Linked DNA regions of Mus musculus: region 2 is linked to region 1. Evidence: chromatin contacts called from public Hi-C data. All regions are on one chromosome and are shown on one strand. The core of a region is the stretch at or near the end of the contact, and the rest is flanking DNA. Distances in the headings are between cores, read along the strand shown.

What was found. A called contact is a pair of places that touch in the nucleus more often than the background predicts.
Region 2: a contact with region 1 is called in a Hi-C map of the N1E-115 cell line, with 3 times the contacts expected there. The contact joins two enhancer-like sites. A contact is called at or near these places in 2 of 484 Hi-C or Micro-C datasets (the N1E-115 cell line and embryonic stem cells).

What each region holds. Positions count from the first base shown.
Region 1 is chr2:35,727,992-35,735,362 of GRCm38.p6, forward strand. It overlaps Dab2ip (disabled 2 interacting protein), which reads left to right. Exons shown (of 16, transcript NM_001114124.2): 16 at 67-3,003. The coding sequence ends at 234. Among named protein-coding and RNA genes, the nearest start is that of 9030204H09Rik, 88 kb to the right of the region's middle. Within about 2 kb of position 4,225, at least 70 of the 459 cell types and tissues checked have an H3K27ac peak or open chromatin away from gene starts, as enhancers often do. A contact at or near this core is called in the N1E-115 cell line, where this site is marked.
Region 2 is chr2:36,210,517-36,217,281 of GRCm38.p6, forward strand. It overlaps a transcript of Ptgs1 not described here. Among named protein-coding and RNA genes, the nearest start is that of Ptgs1, 17 kb to the right of the region's middle. Within about 2 kb of position 2,720, at least 32 of the 459 cell types and tissues checked have an H3K27ac peak or open chromatin away from gene starts, as enhancers often do. A contact at or near this core is called in the N1E-115 cell line, where this site is marked.

The DNA.
Region 1 (7,371 bases), core at 2,975-5,474:
GCTCTCTGCTGGCTACTGCTGGCTAGAGCCCACCTCAAGCATCACTAATGCCCTCTTTGCCCACAGGAAAAGCGCATTGCCTCGCTGGATGCTGCCAATGCCCGCCTCATGAGTGCCCTCACACAGCTGAAAGAGAGGTACAGCATGCAAGCCCGTAACGGCGTCTCCCCCACCAACCCCACCAAATTGCAGATTACTGAGAACGGCGAGTTCAGAAACAGCAGCAATTGTTAACCTGCCTGAGGAGAGGGGGACTGTGGTGGCCCGGGACAGGGTCTCCGTCAGGAGACTCCCACAGTTGCAGGCTAGCCTGCAGTGGAGGGGGCGTAAGACTGATGGAGCGTGAGACTGAGGGCACAGTGGCCCCCCTTCTCTTTGCCCACCTGAACAGTGGGTGTGGGTAGAGGCAGCGGAGACTGCACTGGGGAGTGGGGCCAGTCTGCAGGGAGGCCTGCCGAATGTGTCTCTGGTTGTTGAGTTTGGTATGTGGCACCTTCTCTCTGAGCAGCCAGGTGCATGTACCCCTCCTTACCCTTTCCCATGGAGGAAGCTACCTGCAAAGGGCTCAAGGAAGGTTTAGGGGCCACTGCTGTGGGTTTCCCATGGCCCCCAGGACCTGATGGAGTAGTTGACAGGCAGAGTGGCCCCTGTTCATCTCTGCCCTGAGCCCCTGCCACTGCATGCAGCTGGTCAGGGACCCTTCCAGGGGGTGAGGAACTGAAGAACAGAACCTCGGTCCTATGCCCATCCCAGACGTGACACCCTCCACCCTCCTTCCCTTCCTTCCTTGCATTGCCAAACAGACAGCACTGCACTTTCTCTGCTGGGCCCTCATACCCGTGGGAGGAGCCATAGCTTCCCACACTTCACATGCGGGCCTGGCTCATGCTCTTGGAACTCCAGAAGCCAGAGAGCTGGGCAGAGGTGGCCAGGTTGCACCATGCGTTGTAGCTGCCTTCTCCAGGGTCCCAGTGTGGCCTGCACAGTGGCCCTGTGGGGAGAGGCCAGCCAGTGCTCACCCTGCAAAGGTGATCTCTCTTCTCTGATAGTTTAAGAAAGAATTCTAAAGCCTGCCGGCCCTGAGAAGGTGGATAACTGTGATTTTTTTTCCTTTCACAGTATGCATTAGAAACAAAAGCCCGCTTGCTCGCTTGCTGGAACACAGGGGCCTTTTAAATTGAGCGAGCGCACTGCATGGGAAATAGCGGCCCTGGAGGATGTTAGACTTGCTCCCTCTCCAAGACAGCAGCAGCCTGCACCAGGCCCCGTGTGCAGTCGCCTCTCCTCACCCTCCCAGCCCCAGCCAAGGACCCAGGCACTGCAGGCAGGGAGGGGCATCCCCCACAGCTGGGGCTGGTTTTCCCCAGCTCTAGGCTGTTCTGTAGCATATCTGTCCCTCCCCCCCCCCCCTTTGTGGGACAGAGAAGGGCAGGAGCTTGGGTCTTTCTTGGGTCCCCATCTGTTCCCACACTCTAGATTCCAAGCCCTGGTTCTGAGTCACCTAGGGCAGGAGCTAGGCTTTGCCCAGGCAGCAGAATGGGGCTAGGCAAGCTGCACTTAATGCTCCTAGAGTCCTCACTAGAAAGCGTGGACATCCTGAGGTGTGGCCTAGCTAGGCTGCGCCCTGTCCTCAGTCCACGATGGACAGGCAAGGGTAAAAGAACCCAGTTAGGCTGCAGACCAATGCTGGGAGAGGGCGTGGCTATCAAGGGTCAGAGACCTCAGGAAGGAAGGAGGTGGGGCTGAGGGCCTGCCACTGCCTCTTCCTGCCCCACTCCTGTCCACACCCCTGCTCCCATGCATTTCAGCAGGGGTGGCCTCTTGGGCAGGGCCTGGCCTGGCCTGGCCTGGCCTGGGTCTTGCCCTTCCACTGCCCAGGGAGCCCTGTTTTCCTCCTCACCCACACTCTCGCCCATGCCTCGTAAAGTGACCTCTGTCTGAGCGCCTCCTAGCAATATGGGGAGGTCCCCAGGCCTGGACAGGAGAGCGCAGGGCCAGATGCAATGGCCCCCTCTGGTGGGGTTGTTAGCTCTCAGGCCGAGAGCCTTATTTACCTAGTGCAAAAACTGTAAAAGTGTACAGACTCTCCACAGATTTTTATCTTAATTGCAAGTCTGCAATATTTTTTTTGTAAATTTTTTTTTTGTAAATGTTCTTGGTGTTTGACTGTAATGGAACTATTTCACCCAAGGGATGTACATAGTCCTTTAGTCCTGGTGCTGCGAGGGCTGGCCAGGACACTGCTCTCACGGTTGATATTAGAGCCTGGAGAACGGTGCTGGGCAGGACAAAGAGCTTTGCAGTCTAGGTGTCTGTCTGTCTGTTTCCTGCCCGGGGCATTGATTCGTTGGCTTTCAAGCATGCTGTTTGGGTGGAAGGTTGATGGGGGCAAATGCCCCAGTGGGGCCAGTAAAGCATCCTCCTGCCCACAGCAACGGCTTGGGGCGTCTGAGCTCTGCTTACAGCAAGGGCTGGAGTTGCCAGAGGCCCTGCTCTGGGAAGACCCTGGCCACTGACACCCAAGATCTGATGGAGAGAGCGGCCCCACCCTTGCCAACACAGACACCTGACCTTTTTGTTCAACTTGTGTGTTAGGGTGAAGGAAACTGCCAAACTTCCTCTGAGTGAAGACCTCTGACTGCCCAGGAGTAGGGGTGGGGACCAGGGCCAGAGCTCAACGTGTACCCCAGCACCTGCCCGAGGGACACTCCTCCCTCATACTCATAGGTCTGGGAGCCAGACTGTCCAGGGAACCAGCCCCTCTTTTCTATATACTCGGCCACAAGGCTACCCGATCCCCCACTGTGCCCAGCTCCCCCTTTTGTAAGTATGTGAAAAGGAAAAATGCAAAGGTTGGATCGGCCGGAGCCCTTCCCTCCAGTCGAGACTTTTAACCCTGTAATAATGTACAGAGAAGTTGTTGGTGTTCGAAGACTCCGTGTGGCTGTGCAATTTCTGTACATTTGCAATTAGAAATATTAAAGATTTATTTAGCTATTTTAAGCCTGACTTGCCTTTCTTCATCTGTGTCCTGGCTTGTTTTCCTACAGGTAACTGGATCTTGACCTAATACTGTTGTTCTAGTCATGACCCCTACCTGGGTGACCTGGGACTGCCCCTCCTCTCTGTGGAAAGCCCTGTGCTTGGGAGTGGAGCAGCTGACCTCTTAAAGGCCCTCCCGACCTGCACAGGCTGGGAGCCCCAGTGATTCCTGGGAGCTGAGAGCTGCCATGCTTCCTGCTGCAGAGGTTCTAGGTCGACCCTATTAATCTGCAACCTGATGAGAGAAGAGCTGAGCTCTGCTCTGCCCAGGGTTACCAGTGAGGGGAGGCTAAGGCTGGCTGACCCCACGCATCTAGTGCTTGGTTTTTAGGGTCAGGTTTTCCTGAGCTGGAAATGAACTCACTGAGAGCACTTCAGCCGTACCTGCTGGATGAGTGAGTGCCTTGCGTCCCCAGCGGTTTGTCCCGCATCTGTCAGTGTTTGGGATCCTGTCTTCTGATGTGCGATAACCCTGGGTTGAACATGAGCAGTTCAGCCTTACAAGGGCAAGAACACACAGAAGCCCAGAGCAAACTGGCACAAAAACACCTCCAGACCCCTAAAAAATAGAAAAGAAAAAGAAAAAAGCAGTTGGAGGGTTTTTAGGCCTTCTAATAAGCAAGGACCATCAAGCATTCACCCTCGTGAGAACAGATCTGTCTGTCAGATTGCAAATGAGAAATTGCCTACACTTGGCTACACCGAAACATAAAGAAAATGCCTACCCAGAGGCCAGTTTAGGCTACAGTGAGAAATGTATAAAAAACAAGCAGATAACACTACCAGGATTTTTTTTTTTTAAAAGAAACGAGTCTTGCAGTTAAATGAGGATTCCTGATCACATGTGATTCGTCTCCTCCCCAAACATCATTGTACTGACAAGATTAATGTGGGAGGAGATCCGAGGAGATAAGAAAATTGCTTAACTGTCAACTGGAAGCTGACGGGAAAGGTTTGCTTGCCCAGATCCTACCCAGAGGCTTAGGTGGGAGCCCCCAAGCATAGACAACCGTATAGTCAGAGCCAGGACAGCTGCCCCGCAGAGCCCTGAAAGGACGGTACTATATGCTGGCCATCATTCTCTGGAGAAATGGAACCCAGTGAGTTCTGACCTGGGGACACCAGCCACAGGGCTGAAAAGGGGAAGTGAGCCCGGCCTCGGTCCTTCTGCTCATTTTAGAGAGATTTCCTCAATGAAAGGACTGAGTCACAGTGCTTCTGTTCCAGAAGAAGCCCGGGCTGTGTGCGTACACCCTCGGAGAGCACGTGTAGTCCAGGACCCTGAGGCCATTGAAAGCTTGCCATCTGCTACATAGCAAGAAACCAGGGCGGATGACACGCGGACCCAGGGTTGGAGACAGTGGAGAAGGGGACTGGAAAGTACAGATGAACATAGGCTCTCTTTAGAAGCAGCAGGGACCCTTGCCGCACCCTCTGCTCCATGTAAATGCCCCCCCCACACACACACACACACTGCACTTTCACCAGAACCATGTGCCCGCTTGGTATTGCCACTTGAGGATTTCATTCACATCAAACTTGATTTGTCTGAAATAGAGTTCTTGAGCTTGAAGCCTCTAAAACTTGTTCCTTTCCTCATTTTTCAGCGCACACCCCCCCCACCCCCCCCACCCCCCACCCCCCGGTTACAACTCTTCTACTGTTTGTTCAAGCCAAGGGCTAAGCGCGACTTCCTTTAAACGCGAATTCTCGATTCTCAGGCCTTAGTGGAAGTGCACAGATTTAGAATGACGTTGCTGAGCCCTTCTGAGTGAAGAGTGGGCTCTCAATCAGTGTGCCCCCATTCTTTTAAAGAACAGCCAATGAATCCCACCACAGGCCAACGTGCCCCACCGTCAGTGGCAGTTTGCTCCGGGGAGAGGGAAGGGAAACGTCAGTGTTCTGCTTTCTCTTCTTCCTTTGTGCTGTTTGAATATTTTACAGCCAGTTTTATTTCTCGTTTGGATACGGAGGAGCCATTTAAAAATAAATAAAACATACCCAATATAATGAAACGCTGTGCAGCCATTAAATTTGTAGAAGAATAATAAATGACATTGAAAGATGTAAATAATGTATTAAGTGTAAACGCTGATAACGGAATTATATGTCCAGGAGGATTCTGGTTTAGCGTTTTAGACCATGTTCACAATAACACCTGGGTTGGGAAATGGTAATTGGTAGGTTAGAGCTTGAGTTTGGACATGCATGAGAGTGGGCTTTGAGCCTTAATGGCTATTGATTGGCAACATGGTCTTAGCATCATGGAAAAGCGCTCCATTCTTAGTTTCCTTGCTGTAAAATGAAGAAGGTAGTGCCTGTACTGCAGGGACGTCTTCAGGGAGGACTGCATTTGAGGAACAAACAAGTGGTCTTTATAGGACTATAGGAGGATCGAGGAGCATTTCCAAGGACGGGAGAGACAGACGGCTCCATGGTTAACTGTGCATCCTGCCCTTGCAGGGGACCTCGATTTGGTTCCTAGCACCCACATCGAGCAGCTCGCAAACACTTTTAAGCACATGGCTTAAAATAAGATCTTTAAGAAGAATAATTTCACAATAAAACCTAAAGTCACACTTGGGATCATCAAAGAGAGAAATGCCAAGATGTGGATCAGATGCTGACCTAGGGATGCTGAGTGTGGTCCTCTTGGCTTACGTATGCGCTCTACATTTTTTTCCCTCAACATGTTTTTGTGTTTATGATGAAAATCCAATTAAAAAATACCTGGAGCTCAGTGGTAGAGGGCTTGCCTTGCACTGAAAAAAGTCAGTACAATCTCTAAAAGCGAAGCATTAGACCCCCCCCCCCATCACTTCCTTAATGGGGAAGGAAGTAAGAGGTGGTGAAGAAACGGCAGAAAAGAAGCTCATTGTACTTCCCGAGGGACACGGGCAAGAAAACAAAACAAAATGGGATTTTCTTAAAATTTCCCATCCCCCAAATGGTCTTTGCTTAGGGAAGTGGCAGAATACAAAATAAAGATACAAGACAGATGCTGCTTTCCCCAGCAGCTGGCAGGAGGGAAGGCGTGGTTGGTGTCGGCGGGAGAGAGGTGGGCATACAGGGCTTCTCAAACCTGACCAACCCAGTGAGCATCACACTGTCTGGATTGAGTAGTTACCAGACCTGTGACCAAGGTGGGTTGTCTGCTGGTCTGCGGCACACCGAAATCCTGAGCTATGGCTATATTACACTGTCTGCTGAATTCATAGGAAGATGGTCATGTCTTCCACATCCATGTTTAGAATTGACTGCTATCTTTGTGACTCCTGGTTGTCATTTATTTCTGAGTGTCTTGAAATAAGAAGACAAACAGCCCTTCAAAGGTCCAGCTACTCAAATCACCTGATTCTCTGGGGACCAAGGTCTGCCCTTCTGCCTGTCCTTCCCACCAGCCAAAAGGTTGGCACCGAGGCCCTGAGGGCTAGAGAGGGGCCCTGCAGTTATAGGGGGAGCCCACACATTGCTGATGTGTGAAGATTGGCTTTGCCCACAGAGAGACCCATGAGGTCAGGGGACTCCACACTCTTCGAGTCTGGAGGGAGAAGGCCTCAGTCTCAGAAAGGTCTCTTACAAAATGTTTACAGCTTTTACCCTTTCATGACAGAAAGTAGCAATTGTGTGAAAGCAGACTTTTTTTTTTTTGACAACCAAGACTTACACACAAATATAAGATGAACATATGTTTAGTGTTTTTTTTTAATTCACTAATTAATGAAGAATCCAGTCAGTTGTCACAGCCAATTCAGAGGAGAATTCAAAGAGCTGTGCGTACAGACAATTGGTAATTTCAATAAAACAAATCTTACAAATAGATGCAAAGTCAGTCTGTCTCCAGGGCACTCCAGCAGACACCATTTATTCTGCAGGACAAAGATCACAGAGTGTTATCGTTTCAGAACTTACACCAAAGGAATTCAAGGCCAAGGAAAAGCAGGATACAGATTCCGGAGACTTGTAACTCACCTTGCCGATGTTGAAATCTCATGTATTTTCCTAAAACCAGCTTTAAAAATAAAAAAACAAAAACAAAATAGAAGTTGGGGGCTGGAGGGCTTAAAAGCACACACTGCTCTGGCAAAGGACTTAAGTTCAATTTAAGCACATATACCAGGAGGCTCACAACCACCTGTAAACTCCAGCTCCAGGGACTCTGCTGCCCTCTTCTGGCCCCCATGAGTACTGCTCTCATGTGCGCATACTTGCACACAGATACTTACTTCTACACATAATTTAAAACTTTTAAAACAATCAAATACTAAGCAGGATGAAGTCATGTTGAAAGGGGTCCACTGCCTACAAAGCCCTCTCAGTATAGACAAA
Region 2 (6,765 bases), core at 1,470-3,969, 480 kb after region 1:
AGGTCCTCTTGCTTGCACCGTGATTGACAAGCCCATGGCTGGCTTTCTTTCTCTCTAGGTTGCTAGATCAGGTGCCCCAGTTCCCAGTGTCTAGCCAAGGGCTTGGGTTGCTGCAGAGGCCCAAGCTTGTGTTCGCTGAAGCAGCATGGCTGAAGCTCGGGTGCTGTGCAAAAACAGAGCGCTGCTTCCGAAGAGTAGGGCCAGTGCCTGGCACTGCGGGTGCGGGTGCGGGTGCGGGTGCGGGTGCGGGTGCGGGTGCGGGTGCGGGTGCGGGTGCGGGTGCGCTGAGCATCTCGGCAGGGCCTCCCAGAGCACTGCTGCGCGCTGCCTAGCGGGCCGCGGAGGATCCCCCCTGCGGTCTCCCGGGGCGCGACCTCCTGTACCTGCACGGGGGACCCGTTTCCCGGCGGCCGCCGGGCGGCAGGAAGCCGGGCATTGTTCCCTGGCAGAGGCCGGAGGGGAGTTCCCGGTTCGCGCGCACTGGGGAGAAGAGAGCAGCGCCCGCCTGCAACACGCGCTCCGCTGACCCCTGGCATCCGCTCAGCCCTGAAGCTCGCTCATGGATCTAGGTTCGAATCCCTGTTTGCAGTCTTCCTTAATTTCCCCTGAGCCCAGCTCGGGGTCAGACCCAAGATGCCCTTAACTCCCTCCAGCATGCTCACTCCTCAGCCCACCCTCGAAGTGGAGTTTTACTAGCTAAAGAGAAACTAGTAACAGGGCTCTAGTGAGGTCTCTTGCTGCAAAAGGGGCTTCCTACATTAGATCCTGAAGGACCCTCTCCTGGGCAGATTTTTACCCACCAGCACTGTGATGGATGGGGAAACTGAGGCCTGGGAGAAGATGATATTGCCTTAAGGTTGCCAGTCACAAAGTCTTGCTAGCTCAGAAGTTTGGCAATCCCAGGGGCCTTCTCTCTTGTGTGCCTAAGACCTTTGTGGCTGAGTGTTGTAGTAGATTCGATTAACACTAGTCTAGGTATTAGTGAGGGTGGTAATTAATTAATAATTATTTAATTATTGATTAATAAATTCATAACTAATTAACTATGAGGGTGAACCAGCTGCACACTGTTACCGAATTCCCAAGAATCAGAGGCCCAGGGATGTCCAGTAAATGGCTGAGGTCACACAGCAAAATGGTTGTGAAGTAAGATGACCTCCACGCACAGTTGGACCTGGACCTCTCTTTGGCGATTCTGTCTCCCGCCTACTGACATGTTGGGGACCTATCCTGAAGTGCCTTGGTTGGCTGGGCCTAGAGATTCTGATCATGGAGGAACCGGCTCCTCTCCACCCCTGCCCCCCACCCGGGAACCCTACACCGAGGGTAATTGAGATCAGATGCGGCAGTGACCCGAAAAATGCTCCCGGGAACCTGGAAGCATTTATTGTCTGCAAGGGAATCCAGGGCTCTCTCCCTGCTACCCTCCCTCCCTCTTCCCTCTCTCCCTCCCTGCCTCCTCCCCAGGCAGAGCCTTGGGTACTGCCTGAGGTTAGAGCTGGGCCTTGATGAATAGGGCTGCTGAAAGCGAAGTCCAGGCTTCCTCCTTCCTGGGGATATGGTTACAGGGGGCCAGACTTCCTGCCCCTCTGGCATCCTCTCCTTCCAGAGTGGATCTGCTGGCTTTCAGGGTAGGAGCTGAGCAGCTGGCCCAGGTTCAGACAGACTGGAGCTCAAATGTCACCTCCTCAGGGAGGCCCTCCTTGACCACCCCATAGGAACCAGCCCACCTACAGGCAGTCCTTCCTTCTGCTTAGATGGCTAGCAGTTATTTCTTCTGTTTACCTTGCACTCCAGGTAGCTGAGGGAGAGCAAAGGCTTTGCTTTGCTCATGACCATGGATTATAGTTTCTATGCCCACACATATATGCTCAGTGAATACCAACTGGATGCAGCCCTGATACGGGAATGGCTCTCATTGACCTCTGACAGTGGGATGTGACCTTGAACCTTTGCCTCTGACCTCCAGATCCCACATCATGACAACTTCATCCTCCTTTGGTTTCAGGCTCCTGTTTCTGCGGCTTCCTGTTCTACCTGTGTTCTACTGTCTCTGGCCCTGACTTGGGAGCTCCAGGCTGATCTCTGACCTCAGGTTCTGATTGTTGTCTGCCTTGGCTTTCCATTCGACCGACCGACTGTGTGACTCTGGCCAAACCTCTTGCCTTTCCTGAGCCAGCAGGATTCTTCTTCAAACAAGAGCCAACCTGAGAAGCCCAGGATGGATTTGTGACTAGCAAAGGTGGAAGGTGGCAAGGAAGGGGCTGATGCTTGAGTCCCCTGTCCCCTGGTGGTGGCCCTGGACAGTCCTGCAGATCCCTAGTTTTGAAGAACATAGTTTGAAAACCCACTTTCTTGATTTTTTTCCAAAATATTTTTTTCCTCCACGTGTGTGTGTGTGTGATTTTTTTCCTCCACGTGTGTGTGTGTGTGTGTGTGTGTGTGTGTAGAGGACAATTTGCAGGAGTAGCCTTCTGCTGCTCTATGGAGTCTGGGGATTGGACTCGGATTGTCAGGCTTGGTGGCAAGCACCTTTGCCCGCTGATTCATCTTGCTGGCCCCTTCTGTCTTTTTGTGCCTCTGCGGTGCCTTTTCTGAGGGACTGGCAGCAGCATGTCATTTCCTCCTGTCACCAAAGTGAACGGACTCCAGTGTGTGCTGGCCGTAGTGCTAATCATTGCCTCTGTAAGCAGCCTGGCACGGTCACAGGGGTATGGCAGGGCGAGCTGATGAAGCGTTGTCCCTGGGTGCACATTGTCTGGAATTCAGCCCCACCCCTCTGTCTTCCTCATGCTGATCACAAGGCCTGGAACAGTGCCCACAGATAGTAAGTGCTCAGTGAATGTACAGACAGCCAGGGAGGTTTCCTGTATGTGACCTGTGATGAGCTAACAGGCTGTCTGTTACCACCTCTGCATTAACAGTGATCTCAGAAGCCGCACATTTCCATTTGCCCTGGTCTCTTTGCGGGGCTTCCACTTGGGGGAGCCCGGGCAAGCCACCCTCGGGCAGTCGAGCATAGTCCCCTGCTCTGGACACTCAGGTTCTGCTTGTTCCAAGTGCTTGGTACCTGCTGCACGGCTGAGATGCAAATAACAGGACAGTGTGGGGGAGGGGATCGGGAAGCCTTTCCTGGGACGCCTCCAAGGGCTGATGTTAGGGGGGTTTCACTCAAGGGGGTGGGAGAGGGGCAGGAGAGAGTTCCCCTGGAAATGCTAAGGATGTGCACAGATGGCCTGGTGGTGGCTGGGTGAGTGGCCAAGGCAAGGGAGTGATAAGGATGAAGGCAGGTAAGAGAACGGTTTCAGGCTGCTCAAGCAGGTTCCCCAATTCCACTCCAGCAATAGCAGGCCATGCCAGTGTAAAACTGGTCTCAGTTTTACACCATGGGTAGAGTTGGGGGTGACTCAGACAACAAAATGTCTCAAAATCTGTTTCCAGGTTACAGTTCTTAGAGGTGAAAATGTAAATTTCCTAACAAGCCTCACCGCATAGGACACCTGCTCTGGCTAAGCCGTGTGGGAGTCCACTTCTCGTGCCTTTTCCACCGGGCCCTTTGGACTCTGTGCATGCAGGAATTTGTTTCCTAGAGGCCCTGGCAGAGGTCCTATTCCAGTTGTACCAGTGGTTTCTCCAGCCTGGCTAGCAGGAAACCTCCTTTTCCAGCCTGCCTTGCCTGAGCAGACACGAAAAAGGTGGCCTATGCTGCCACCTGGTGGTCACTTCGGAATACTGTCCTGTGTAGGGGAGTTTCCCCTGCAATGTTGCACTAAGGACTTTTACTGAGGTATCGACTCTGTCACGTGGCTTGCGTTTTGTTTTTCCTAGGCATGGGTATTCAGAACCCTGGCTGTGTGTGCAGAAGCCTGAAGTTCATAATCTGTTCTTCCTTTCTCTGCATTTCAAATCCAGACTGTGTGGAAAATGTAAAAGAGAAACTCAGTATCTTTTCTATCCAAGGGTTAAACAAGACACATTTCATTTAAAAACAAATGGAGAGAAGCTACTTGGCAGAAAGTCAAATTCCTTCCATGTCAGCACTTCTTTTCTTAATTTGGGTTTGTGTTTGTTATGTGTGTGAGTGTTTTGCCTAAAGCTTGTCCGTGCTCCTGATGCCCAGGAAGGCCAGAAGAGGGCGTCAGATCCCTTAGGACTAGAGTTTCGGGTGGTTGGGTCTCTCTGTGAAGGTTCTGGAAGCCATGTTTCTAGCCCCAAGGTCAGCACTTCTTGAAATGAAAAATATGTGTACTAGGTGCTCAAAAATCACATCCCGATTGTCGGCTGTGACACTTTAAGAGAGCCATTATGTAAGGATGTGAGGTGGACCCCATTTGCACCAGCAGGACCCACACTGGATGCACCCTCTGCACAAATCAAACTTACTGCCCTGCTGAAATACTTGTGATTGTGTGGTTATTTTCTGGGGACCCCAGACCTGTTAGGCAGCTATGGAATGCATCTCCTGCCATCCATCTTGTAAGACCAGCTCAGCTCCAGGCCCATCTTCCCCTGCTCCCTGCAGGCAGCCCTGGCTGGGCAGTACCTCATAGTGGTCCAGGCCCACGTTCCAGTTCCTGACTCCCACATTCAGAGCCCACTTTTGTTATTAGGTGCTCTGTGACCTCAGTCAGGTTGCTTGACTCAGTGCCCTACTCTACAAAACAAAGGCAACTGTGTCTCCTTCAGGGGGTTCTCTTTAGGGTGGGAAGAAATTCCATCTAATAAGTTATGCTGAATGAGGGTCATGTCTGGATGTGCTGAGCAAGGATGTGGTAGTCTGCATGGAGTGTGGCTGGGAGATCAAGTTCACCTGCGCTTCCAAGTTCAGAGATGATTTGCATGGCGTCACTGAGGGGCCAGCTGGTGTCCCCACATTCGTTCTCTGTCTCCAGACTGAGGGATGTTGCCTGACGCAAAGCCCCATGACTTAAGCTATGCACTTGGTTTCTCCCATGGCCAGTCCCCCACTCTAAGACAATAGAAGTGTGGTTAGCCCACCCTGAGTCACATCCTTCTGTTCTGAGGAGACATAGTATCTACAAGGTCCAGAGAGCTTCCCAGAAGCCTTAGGGTGAAGTCAAGCCCATACTACACAGCTGTACCTAGAATGTAGAATGTCGTGCAGCTTATATGCATTGGTAGAGTCTTAGCCATTATTACACAGTTCCCATCTACTTCCCAGAGGCCCCTCTCTGCAACCCCAGGGCCTTTGCACATGCTGCTTTCTCCGGGAAGAGCATTAGGGGTAAGCTAGGCGCCTTTTCTGTATGTTTCTGCCCCTCCTATCATCTCCACAGCCTTGTCAGTTGTCTGAGAGGGGCAAGCCGTTGTCAATCCTGTTCTTTCCTATCCTGGTGCTCAGACAGAGTAAACATTAGGCAGCCAGTTATTAAGTTAATTTTTAATTCCTCACTACAGAATGGAACTTAAAAACCAGATCTGGAAAAGGATCTGAATGCAGAAGGCACAGGTCTAATCAAGAGCCTGTTACCTCCTTAAGCACGCAGACTCAGCTAGTAGCTGCGCTCTAGGTTCAGGGCCAAGCCTGTGTGCTATCTTGTTTCTCATTTAGATCTTGTGTGCCTAATTACCTCCATGGTAGAGAAGCTCACAGGCGAATCTCCCACGGGCACATGGGAAGAGCCAGGCAGGACTCTGGCTCCTGAATGGCCTCTTGAAAGGGGCTTGGCGGCAGCTCGCCTGTCTCTAAAGGGCCGTGAGGCACAGGAAGACAGGAAGCAATGTACCACAGGTTCTGAAGATTAGAAAATTAGATTCCATTTTCACAGGCCCCAGGGCCTTCCTAGGAGGAGGCCATGTCCTGGGGAGGGGATGATGGCATACATGATAACCCCACTAAGGAGGGGGTAGGAGCCTGCACACAGGGTAGCCCCCCATCTGTCATGGGAGGAGGAGGAACCAGCACACATGTAGCCCCCATCTGCCACTAGGTAGGGGAAAGGGAGGAGGCTGCACACAGGGTAGCCCTATCCTTCTGTCAACTGCTGTTTGAGGTCCACACACTGCTGTTTGGGAGGCTGGGACCTAGAGCTGGCATCTCCCTTCATGTCTGTCCCCATCTCTGTTGAGCCCAGGCTTGGGTGGGGAGAGAGGGCCTGAAAAAGAGGAAGGAAGATTGCCTGGGTAGAGGTCATCCAAAGAGCAGAGGGAGGAGGGAAGGAGGAGGGAGGAGGGAAGAAGGAAGAGGGAGGAGGGAGGAAGCCCCTGGGAGGGAGCCAGGGTTCAGGGTTTCCAGGCACAGGCTGAACTCTGGTTCTGAGAGGAAAGGCACTCCAGGGTTTTGGAGTGGGCCACCTGAACTTGACCCTCAGGGCAGGTAAGCAGAAATCAAGGCCTCAAACAGACTCTATCCTGAGAGCCTACTGGGAGAGTTCTGGGGGCCAGAAGCTCTGGGCTCAGCTCTGTAATGTGTTCTTGGTCAACCTTTCCTGTGGGGGTGGGGATGGGGCTCAGTCTACTGCTCTGTTGAATAGAGGTGTAGGTGGGTGACTGCAGAGAGACTCAAGGGGTGCAGAGCAGGTGGGGGAGGGGGCTGGAGGTCAGGTTTGATGTGTCCCAGGGCCCTCTGTCCACAGGCTCACCCCTACCCCCACCCAGCTTCTCCTCTGCCCACAACACAGACCACAGCTTTCTCTTCTCCTTTTCTATTTTCAGATATCCTAGAGTTCCAAGGAAGGCCCAGGCTGGGCCAAGAAGCCACCTCCAGAATGCTGTTGTGGTGACACAGAGCACGCAGGGTCCTTC